Linked DNA regions of Danio rerio: region 2 is linked to region 1. A link is a contact called in public HiChIP or PLAC-seq data. All regions are on one chromosome and are shown on one strand. The core of a region is the stretch at or near the end of the contact, and the rest is flanking DNA. Distances in the headings are between cores, read along the strand shown.

The links. HiChIP or PLAC-seq counts read pairs in DNA pulled down with a chosen protein or histone mark.
Region 2: a contact with region 1 is called in an H3K4me3 HiChIP or PLAC-seq map of embryo, with 2.9 times the contacts expected there. The contact joins the promoter of tmem38b here to the promoter of klf4 in region 1.

The regions. Positions count from the first base shown.
Region 1 is chr21:544,601-550,404 of GRCz12tu, reverse strand. klf4 (Kruppel like factor 4) reads right to left here and starts at 2,570. Exons shown (of 5, transcript NM_001113483.1): 1 at 2,419-2,570; 2 at 2,127-2,250. The coding sequence starts at 2,423.
Region 2 is chr21:766,697-772,624 of GRCz12tu, reverse strand. tmem38b (transmembrane protein 38B) reads left to right here and starts at 2,607. Exons shown (of 8, transcript NM_200176.1): 1 at 2,607-2,890. The coding sequence starts at 2,767. LOC141379934 (a long non-coding RNA gene) reads right to left here and starts at 784. Exons shown (of 4, transcript XR_012397024.1): 1 at 689-784.

The sequences.
Region 1 (5,804 bases), core at 1,321-3,820:
CTGAAATCACATATACAAATGACTTCAAAACAACACCAGCACTGCCTCATTGACTGTCAACAATGTTGTATTTTGGCTGCTGATATGATTTCACTATTTATAATTAGCAAAGAATACCTTTCTGTATATTATTAAGGAGAAAGACCAAATGTGTGAAATGTAAAGCCAACTTTACCTCAGTAAAGAGAATCCATGCAAAACTAGAATCTGTACTTTATAATCAGTGCATGTGACAAATTTCAACAACTATAGAACAGATCATGCAGATTACTGTAGTAAAAGCTTGAAGAGTTCATGAATGCAAATACTGTAACACGATGAACTAGTATTTTTAATCACAGATATTTTCTCTCTGTGCTCGTCAATTACTCAGATACTCTTTATTATTATTATTATTATTATTATTATTTATTGGTATTTAGCATTTTGTTTGTTTATAGTTACAGACCCTAAAAGAGAATCCACACTGAACTAAACGCTGTACTTTTCTAATAATCAGTGCATGTTACATATTTCACAATTACGTTTTCTACAGCTAATATACCACACTAAAACTCACAGATTAAAAACCATTCGACTTTATATTATTGCAAATACTATAACATGATAAACATAATAAACTAGTATTTATTCATAACAGATATGCTCTCGTCAATTACTCACATGCACTTTTTTATTATTATTATTTAACATTTTGTTTGTGTAAAACTACAGACCCTAATAACTTTAACACTTCACTAAACGCTGCGCTTTGTAATCAGTGCATGTGACATATTTCCCAAGTAGATTTCAACAACTATACAATATATCATACTACAACACAACACAACACAACACAGATTACTGTAGTAAAAACTAAAGTTATTATTAATGCAAAAAACATAATGAACTACACTCTCAGAAATAAAGCTACGCAAGCTGTCAGCGGAGTGGTACCTTTTTCAAAAGATACACATTTGTACTTAATGGTACCTCAAAAGTGTATATATTAGTACCAAGAAAATTAAGAGGAACACTTTTGCACTTTTTATCTACTATATGTACCTTTAAGGTATTAATATGGACCTTTTAGGTACACATTTGTATCGCATCAGAGACAGCTTGCATACCCTTGCATTTCTGACAGTTTAGTAATTTTTCATCACAGATAATTTCCCCCTTAGTGCTCATGAATTACTCAGAGACTCCTTCATGCGAGTATTGTGTTGGTTTATAACTACAGACCCAAACAAAAGGAGAATATTGAGGTGAAGTTGGTTTTATATTCACACATTTGGTCAAAACAACATCAGCACTATATTTAATTGACTGTCAACAGTGTTGTACTGTGATAGTCACAGGCTGCTGATATGATCATTTGCAAAGAATTATTTGCTCAATATTATAAAAGAGAACGTCTGAATGTGTGAATATAAACTCAACTTTACTTCTGAACTTTGTAATCAGTGCATGTTACATTAGTTTTCTACATCTACTATATCACACTACAACACGCCACAGATTACTGAAGTAAAAAAACAGTAGACTTTATTATATTACTGCAAATACTGTAACATGAAGTATTTTTTCATCAGATATTTCTCTCTGCGCTCGTCAATTACTCAGATACTCTTTATTATGATTTAGCATTTTGTTTGTTTAACAACACACCCTAAAAGAGGATCCGCACTAAACTAAACGCTGTACTTTGTAATAATCAGTGCATGTCAGATATTTGACAAGTGGTTTTCTACAACTAATATATCATATTACAACACGCCTGTAGTAAATACTATTGACTTTTTATTAATGCAAATACTATAACATGATAATGAGTATTCAGTATAGACTTTTATATTAATTCAAAAAATAAATACACAATAAAACATAATAAACTAGTATTGTTTTCATCATATTTTCCTTCACTTAAACACCTCACAGCTAAAGGAGGATCCACACTAAACTAGAAGCTGTACTTTGTAATAATCAGTGCATGTCAGATATTTCCCATGCGGAGAACAGCTCGAGCCGCCGGATCGGTTCACGCCCCTGCCGCGGAGCAACAACTCTGTCATAATCTCTCGCTCGGTGGAAACCGTGAGAATTAACCGATCATCATGACCAGCAACACCTGTGCAGATACTCACTGAACCGGCAGCTCCGGGTCCCAACACGGCCTTGTGCTTCACATCGGTGCCGCTCGCGAAGGTGGAGATGGAGGGCAAAATCGTTCCGCTCAGTGCCATGCTATCAAACTCAGTCGGAGGCTGCCTGAAATTTAACAAATAAATAAAAAAATAAAATAATAATAATAATAAAAATGATAATCCTAAGAGAGAGAGAGTGAGAGAGAGAGAGCGCTCCTGAAAACATGTCATATTAAAGCCAAAAAAATAATACAAATAATTAGGAATGGAACTCTCCAAGTGCAGAACGCACCTCATGAGTGGAAGGAACGCAAAAGCAGTTTAAATCCTAGATCAAAGAGTTCTTTAATAGCGCATCGAACGCGTTCCATCCGGCTGATCAAAGCAGCATGTTCGGTTCCGACACTCGGGGATTCCCGGTGTCCCGTTCGCTGCCGCGGCCGCGCGCTCCGGTGTCTGGACTGGAGTGATTCGTCAGATGCGCGCAGGGCTTTCCTCGCCTAGTTCTTAAACCCCGGACACGCCTCTCGTTGCTCGGCAACCGCGGAGAGAAAAAAAAGAAAACACTCCGCGTGACGTCATCGAGGACTGGGGAGGAGAAAAAATCTGGCAGCGGGCTGGTATTTTGTATCCACACAAACACGCGCGTGTTAGCAACCGGGATCAACACACACAGACACACACACACACACACTCGAGTAAGAAAACCAGTCTGTTTTTTGCTTTTAATCACACACAAAGTCGTGGTGGAGGGACTTGTTTAAAGCACTGATTGTGCTGTTGTGTGTATGAGTGTGTGTGTGCTGGGTTAGCTACTTGCTCAGTTGTCCTCTGCTGTATAGTGAGAAATCAAAACGAGCCACTGTAGTGCTGACATTTCACTGCACACCACTCATTAAAAGTCTTGAGGATGGTTTGAGTGATGTGTGCTGTTGTTTCAGTGAGGTTCGGGTTAGAGACGAGCCGGATTTAGTGATTTGGGGGCCGTAAGCAATTCCAGCCAAAAGTTCTAAAATGCACCTTTTGTACTTTAATTTATTTTTAATTGGTTTATTTTGCTCTTTTTTTCTTCTTATATCACTCAATCACTCCTTTTCTATGTTTTGTCTCAATGCAAATTAATAATAACACAATGTAACGCATCTGGTGAAACTTTTTTTAACTGATTTGTTTTCTTAAAATTAATTCTCAACTAAAAATAATCCTCAAACTATTTCATTTTAAAACTAAATCTTTACCTAATTTGACTGCTGGACCTCTCTGTGATTGACTAAGGGGGATATGTTTGCGCAGATGTAATAAACATTAAACTTTTATTTTGTTTTAGACGCTCATCAAACAAAATATGGTAGAAAATGCTGCTATATGTAATTTATAGGTATAATTCATATGTCTAGGTTAGGGGTGCCCAAACTCTGTCCTGGAGGGCCGGTGTCCTGCATATTTTAGTTCCAACCCCAATTAAACACACCTGAAGCAGCTAATCAAGCTCTTACTAGGTCTGCTGAAGCTGCGATCGCACTAGTTGCGAGATTCTGTCGTGCGGCGCTGCTAAAAAGGGGCGGGAGTAAACAAGATGATTAGACATTTAAATAAGCAAGCGATTGCTCCATGTTTTACATTTCTGTCCAGAGAGGTCATGTTTTGATCCTCAGTTGGTCTCACGCAGTCAAGTGGTGCGTTTCGCAGGTCAGAGTTCACCAAGCAAACTGTGAAACTTGCTGCATGACCTTGTGTTTCCAGTCTGACGCATTTGTGTGCGTATGAATGGAAGTCTATGGGGAGAAAAGTCCAGTGTGACCGCAGCTTAAACGCCCAGGCAGGTGTGTTGAAGGAAGTTGGAGCTAAACTATGCAGGACACCGGCCCTCCAGCACCGAGTTCCAGCACATGGTATTTAATTGAAGCCCCTCAGCTTTCTTGCTTATTAGTTGAATCTGCCCCTGATTAGAGATACTAACATGAAACTATGTCAGTGTGATGTCCTTACTAAGATGAAAACAAACTGAGAGTGTGTGTGTGTGTGTGTGTGAGAGAGAGAGATAGAGAGAGTGTATGCATGCACGGTTGTGTGTGTGTGTGTGTGTGGACATGTGAGATTGTGCATGCACTGGTGTGATTGTGTGTGTGTGTGTTTCTCTAATGCCACCTGTTGCTGGCGTGCCTGATGAGTCTGAACACGGTGTTCACACACACACTGTAAACTCCCACAGCCGCAGCGCTGAGGTGTGTCTGTAATTAACACTAATCATTTTTCCTCCCTAATGCAAAACACAAAGACAGACAAAAATGTGTGGGATTTCTTTGATAAGACAAGCCTTTCCCTTCATTCATTCATTCAGTCATTCATGCAGTCAGTTAGTTTGAGCTTGTGCAATATTTCAGAGGAGTACTTTACTTCTGTTCCATGTATGTTTATTAATAATATGCAAAAGCACAGTGAATTTCAGGATATTTCTTTGAACAGGTGTTGTCATCTCTGTAATTGTCAACTGTGTTACTGTTTAAATAGTTGGACTATATGTTAAACAACTATTGGTAGCAGAATCAGATGTTTCCTATCACATATAAGCATTATTTGACAGTAATAATGGCTTCAGTTTACTGTAAATTTTACATTGGTTTCTGTGTTTCATTCCAGTGTAAAGAAAATGAGGAGGAAAAGCTTGAAAGGAGCAGACAGTTCTGGAGTGAGTCAGGTATGTGACCCATATTCATCATCTTATTTTTACTACATTAATAATATATTATTTAATAATATGAATATATGCATTCTGTGAATATAATTGATTTTGCTGTGCGCATAATTAAATGCGACTCATCTTTGACGAGTTTAAGCTGTGTCTGTGTAATTATGCATGCATTTCCAGTGCCTCTCTTGGCATGTTGTTCATTTAATTTGATTACTTCAGCATCGTCCTGATTTGAAACCCTGAGTATGATCGTGAAATCTGCTTAAAAGCATAGTGTGTGTGTGTTAGCGCATGCTGTTATGTTCTGAGCGTCTGCGTATACGGAGGATTTGCCTGTGCAGTGTCTACAATCATGTTTGTATGGAGAGCAAACACGAGCTCAGAGACCATCCTGTTACATCAGGATCTGTTCGTTTGGCTCTGTCAACAGCAGGCCGTCATTTAGCCACAGAATACACTCATGGAGCCCCTTTAACACACGCACACACACACATTCTCACACTCACAGCGGCACACAACAATAGTGCACTGGGGAAAAAAAAGCATTAGCTGACTTTACTTTAAAATAAATTGCATTAAAATTAAGTAAATTAACTATGCGCATAATTAAAAATCAATGGATTTACTCACTTTTTAAAGTAAAGTCAACTAATCGCTTTAAAAGCAACACGTTTATGCACTTTTTAAGTGATTAGTTGATTTTACTTTAAAAAAGTGAGTAAACACATTGCATTAAAATGATGTAAAATGACTATTTGCATAATTAAAACATGAGTAAACCCAATAATTTTAAATCTATTAGTTGACTACTTTAAAAAGTGAGTAAACACATTGCATTAAATGTAAGTAAATGAACCATGTGCATTATTAAAAAAAAGTAAACACATTTCTTTTAAAGCAATTAGTTGACTTAAGTTTAATACAATGGGTTTACTCAGAAATATTTTGTGTGGATTAATTATGTGCATAATTAACAACCGAGTTAA
Region 2 (5,928 bases), core at 1,358-3,857, 220 kb before region 1:
GAAAAAATAAACGGGCGCTAATAATTCAGGGGGGCTAATAATTCGGACTTCAACTGTATAAGCACAGTACAGTGCTAATGTGCAAACTATTTCTAATGTTTAAAGTGGCTGACAATAATAAATATTCTTAATAATAGGAATTAATGTGACTCATTTTTGAACTGTGCAGAGCTGTAGCTGCTTTACTGGGCCAACTACGCTAACGCTACTGTATTTTAATACCGTTTATTATGGTGGTACTTGGAGAAACTATTTTTTTCTGAGGTGGTACTTATTTTGAGAAACACTGTCCTAAATAAATAAAAAATGAGGCGAATAACTGCAAAAAGGTCGACATCTTGAGAAAACAGAACCATCTCTTTCACCCCAGGCTGGCTACAGGCCTGTAACTATTAAAAATGCCTCAGTTCAGGGCAACTAAACCACCTAAACCAAACCCAGTCAACTATAATTAACCAGATTAACCCTTTTCACCTCAGTATTCAGGATTTGTGTGGTTTAATGGTTAATTAGCCGAGTTACCCAGCTCAGATTGTCTGATTAGCTGACATTTTTCTCATATTTTCACAAGCTTTAGTCGCCACAGATTTTCAAAAGCTTTCTTCAACAACATTCATTGAGTTTGACACATTTACTAGATTACCGTGTCCAGAATAAAGGCCCCTGTTAGATTAATTACTGCACTTACCCACAGATACAGTGTTTTATCTACTGATTTATATTTATATCTCGCATACCGCTGGTTTGGAACATCGTTTGTTTTAGACAAAATCCCGCTCTTTTTGTTTCCATGGCGATAAGTTTGACAACGGCGCCACATCGTGGAATCTCGCGAGAACTGCGGCTCCACTCCTCACGCTGTGACCCGTGTGTCCGGCAGGTGTCGCTCTCTGAGGAAAACAAGCGAGCATCTTCAGTTTACATTTATTACTTTACATTCATCTCCTTTTCAAGTGTTCTCTCGTTTACTTCTGCCTCTCTCTAGAATTATTGATTACATTTAACGTAGGCTAATATAACTTATTTAAATTAATAAATGATTAGTTTAAATATAGGTTTAATTAGTAATTTTCTTATTATGGAAAAGGTCATTTCTGTATGGAGGACGAAACCTCCTAACTTATTTAATAATATTTAAAAATAACTAGAAAACATTGCTTTATTTGAACTAATACAGCATATTTGTTTTACTATTTTGTTTCTAAATCTAATTCATAGCAGAATGGAGAGTTACACTAGTTTTTGCCTTGATTTGCTTACTGATGTCTTTTGTATAGTTTTCTGTCAAGTGACATTGTTTACATAAAAGAAATAGATTCATTTACTTGAAACATTTCATTTTAGTTAGGGTTTTTTTTTTTTTTTTGTAGCTTAACAATAAAACAAACAAAAAAGGTTGCGTCAAATTAGAAATGACGATCTCTTTTAAAGGCATTTGTCCCAAGCCTCTCCATCCTTCTCACTTTCTTCTCAGATGGGATGGTGGGCCAAATCAAAGGTTACAATGGGCCAACTTTGGCCCGGGGGCCCTTATTTGGGCATCTCTGATCTAAACAGTCTCTGGGTCAATGCGTGTAAAGATTTTGGACATCTCCTTGGACACTTTTAATGCTTCCAAACAGTTTGCTGCATTTATAAATCGCCCATGTCTTACTGTAGTTCATTATGAGGAGATTTACCTTTTATGTGTGATTTGATTTGTCAGGCATCACAGAACTGATTTTTGTAATCCCCATAGACAGGAAAAAACAGTAGTGACTGCAGGTTGAAGGACAGTAGTGGAGTAAAGTACCAATACTGCAGTAAAATGCACTAGTAAAAAGTATCTTTCAAAACTACTTAGTAAGTTACAATTCCTGAGAAAACCCACTCCATTACAGTAGTTTAATTAAAAAAAAACTTTAAAAGTAAATTTTAAAAGTAAACCCATTTACTTGTTCTTTTTTCATTCTTTTAAAACATGTTTTAACACACTTTAATCAGTTTTTAATCATTTTTATTGCTTGTTTTTTAATTTTCTCATACTTCTTTTTTATTCTTGTTTATGTATAGCTCTTTGAATTGCCACTGTGTATGAAATGTGCTATATAAATAAACTAGCTTGCTTAATTTGAGTATTTGCTATTAGTTTCTTTACACCACTGATAATAACCTGCTGTACCTGAAGTGACCAATCTGTTTTCTCAAAAGGTCGATTTGTGCATTATTTATTGTGTTATATGTGTATTTGTCGATGTATTATTAAAATTAGGCTCACCATTATGCTCTTGTTCAGTCTGCTAACACATTCAGCATCTGATTGTCACATGGGGGGTCAGTTTGGACCTACAGACTTATTTAATTTAGTGTTTATAATTTAGAGCAAACTGAAATCTGTCTAAATCAGATAATGAAAGCCCGATGCTTTAATAAATACCATCATAAATCACGAACTACAGCACTTTCAATGTACCACACTAAGAATATAACGTGTCAGGCTAGTGTTTGCTAGAGCTTTGTTTTGAAATAGTTGTGAAAGTGAAGTTGTGGCTTGTGCGCGCGCGCGCGCGCGTTCCCGCTCAGCATCCGCAGCAGTAATGGCGGCGGATCCGGTTACCGCTCCAGTCAGCTGTTGATCAGCTGGATTCATTCTGTGTCGGAGCATCTGCAGACTACAAGCGTCCAAAACCAAACATCCAAACACACCGGTAACCTGAACCGAGTCCACGGGCGCGCGGCCGACAGGATTAAAGCGCGTTCATGACGGAACACTGAAGCGGCTCAGTTATGGATGTGTTTGCGTTCTTCAATCTGAACGAGCTCGCATTTGGGCTGTCAAAACTGCCAATGTTCCCGTATTTCGACATGGCACATTATATTATATCCGTGATGAGTCTGAGGGAACAGCCAGGTAAGAATAAACACGACTAAATCCCTTTAACACACACCTTTCATTCACTTCAGAGAGTCCGAGTCACTTCGACAAACCTCCAGCCCTTATCAGCTATAATGCCACTTATTAATTAGTTTTGTTTATATTTGTGGTCCTAATACTCGTAACTATGCATACAATTTTGTTTGGTAATCTGAAACGCTATCGTTTGGCATCAATAGCGTATATGATATTCACGAAAAATCAAATTATAAAACTATATTACATGTAAATACCTATAAAACTTGTTAGAGGAACTTTGATTGATAAAATTAAGTAAAACGACATTTTATGTTTAATATATGGCATATCTAACACATAAAAGGTGGTTTTATTTCAGTTTACCAAAACAACAATGCTATAACAAGACATTAATATAGTTTTATAAGTATTTATCCTACGGTTGATTCGGTTTTATAAGTACTTCGGTTAATCTGGGAAGGAGCCGCGCATGCGCACACGTGTATAAACAGTCCAGCGCGGCATTGTTTATCAGTGCTTTCCTCATCGTTTGCATTGCTGTGGACACAGAATGAGTGTTAAATTCTCACAGTCATGTTTATGACTGATGATTCTAGACTTTTAGAGCAGGTCAGTGTGTTTAAAGAGTGAAAAGCAGAAGTTGCATGCATTCAAAGGGGAGATAAATATTTAATCATTAACCCACTGTCAATGTTCTCTGTGTGTTTCAACATGTAAATACTCTGCTGCAGTGGCTAGGATGATTACACATGCATACAACCGCTCTCAGGGTGGGGAAAACCAGTCTAGCTTGTCGTTTTGCATTAACCAAACATGCACTTTGCTCTTGTGTGCAGTGACCATCATGTATTTGGGGTAAAGTTAGTTTTATATTCTCACATTCATGCTTTATTAATAATTTAATTTTAGAAAAGTATTCTTTGCAACTTTTAAATGGGAAAATAACATTAGCAGCCAATTACTATCAAAGTACAGCATTGTTTACAGTCTATTCAGTTGTGCTAATGTTGTTTGGCATCAAACTTGCATGCAATTTCAAACCCAATATTCAATATAGTGTGGTACAGAATACAGGAACCACGTCACACCGTGTCAATTTGTTCAAAAGTGAAGAGTTGCATTTTATTCAACTACAGCTGTAATGGCATACTCACCGGCCACTTTATTAGGTACACCTGTACTTCTAATCAGCCAATCACATGGCAGCATCTCAATGCATTTAGGCATGTAGACATGGTCAAGACGATCTATTGCTGTTCAAAGCGAGCATCAGAATGCGGAAGAAAGGGGATTTATGTGACTTTGAACGTGGCATGGTTCTTGCTCCCAAGTATTTCAGAAACTGCTGATCTACTGGGATTTTCACGCGCAACCATCTCAAAGGTTTACAGAGAATGCTCCGACAAAGAGGGAATATCCAGTGAGCGGCAGTTCTGTGGGCGCAAATGCCTTGTTGATGAGGCCAGAGGTCAGAGGAGAATGGCCAGACTGGTTCCAGCTGATAGAAAGGCAACAGTAACTTAAATAAGCACTCGCTACAACCGAGCTCTGCAGAAGAGCATCTCTGAACAGAACACACAACACGGCCAACCTTGAGGCGGATGGGCTACAGCAGCAGAAGAGCACACCGGGTGCCGCTCCTGTCAGCTAAGAACAGGAAACTGAGGCTACAATTCACACAGACTCACCAAAACTGGACAATAGAAGATTGGAGAAACGTTGCTGCTCTGATGAGTCTCCATTTCTGCTGACACATTCAGATGCTCGACTCAAAAACATGAAAGCATGGATCATCCTGCCTTGTATCAGCGGTTCAGGCTGGTGGTGGTGGTGTAATGGTGTGGGGGAGATTTTCTTTGGGTCCATTAGTACCAATTGAGCATCAACGCCACAGCCTACCTGAGCATTGCTGCTGACCATGTCCATCCCTTTATGAGCACAGTGTCTCCATCTTCTGATGGCTACTTCCAGCAGGATAACGCAGCATGTCATAAAGCTCAATCATCTCAGACTGGTTTCTTGAACATGACGATGAGTTCACTGTACTCAAATGGCCTCCACAGTCACCAGAGCTCAATCCAATAGAGCAGCTTTGGGATGTGGTGGAACGGGAGATTGGCATCATGGATGTGCAGCCGACAAATCTGCAGCAACTGTGTGATGCTATCATGACAATATGGAGCAAAATCTCTGAGGAATATTTCCAATACCCTGCTGAATCTACACCACCAAGGGTTAAAGCAGTTCTGAAGGGAAAAGGAGTCCGACCCGGTACTATCAAGGTGTACCTAATGAAGTGGCCAGTGAGTGTATATTGCATATTATGCATCCTTTTAAAAAAAGTATTTGGTTTTATTAGATTAATCAAATTATCAGTAAAATAATCATCATCTAAATGACTAGTTGCAGCTCTAGCTGTAGCTCAAGCATGCAGTGTTGCAGTAATGTGCTCTATTGTATCGGAGCAGCAGCAGCTGTTGTTAATTACAGGCTATTTTAGATCTTCGGTGTCTTATTTCCCCTGACCTGCTCTCTCCTATTGTCCTGCACTGGAAATATCTGCAGGGGCAACGAGACTCCACATGTCGGCATGTTCACGCCGAGTTTCAGGTTGAACTTGTTTTTGTTGTTACCTGAAACAGACACACCGACTCCTACTATGGGATTGAGTGCTAGAGCTGCACAATATTGAACAAAGTGGTTGTTTTGTTTCTAAACCTGCCTCATTAGCTATGTTTCCATCCAAAGATGCAAATTAAATTCATGCACAAAACTGGAAGATCTCATAAAATATTAGCTAAAGACGCAGCGTTTCCAGAGAAACAGACGAGCATCACCTCCTCAGCTCCTGCTGCTCCTGCACAGATATCACTGAGAGGAGTGGAGTCTGCTGCACTGTTGGGATTCTCCACTGTGCTGTTTGTTCTCCTCTAATAACTGAGCTGTGCAACGAACGCGGTGAATGCACTCTAAAAAAAAAAATGGGGTTATTTTTTTCTATGCAAATATTGGGTTGAGGCATTTGGGTATTTTTT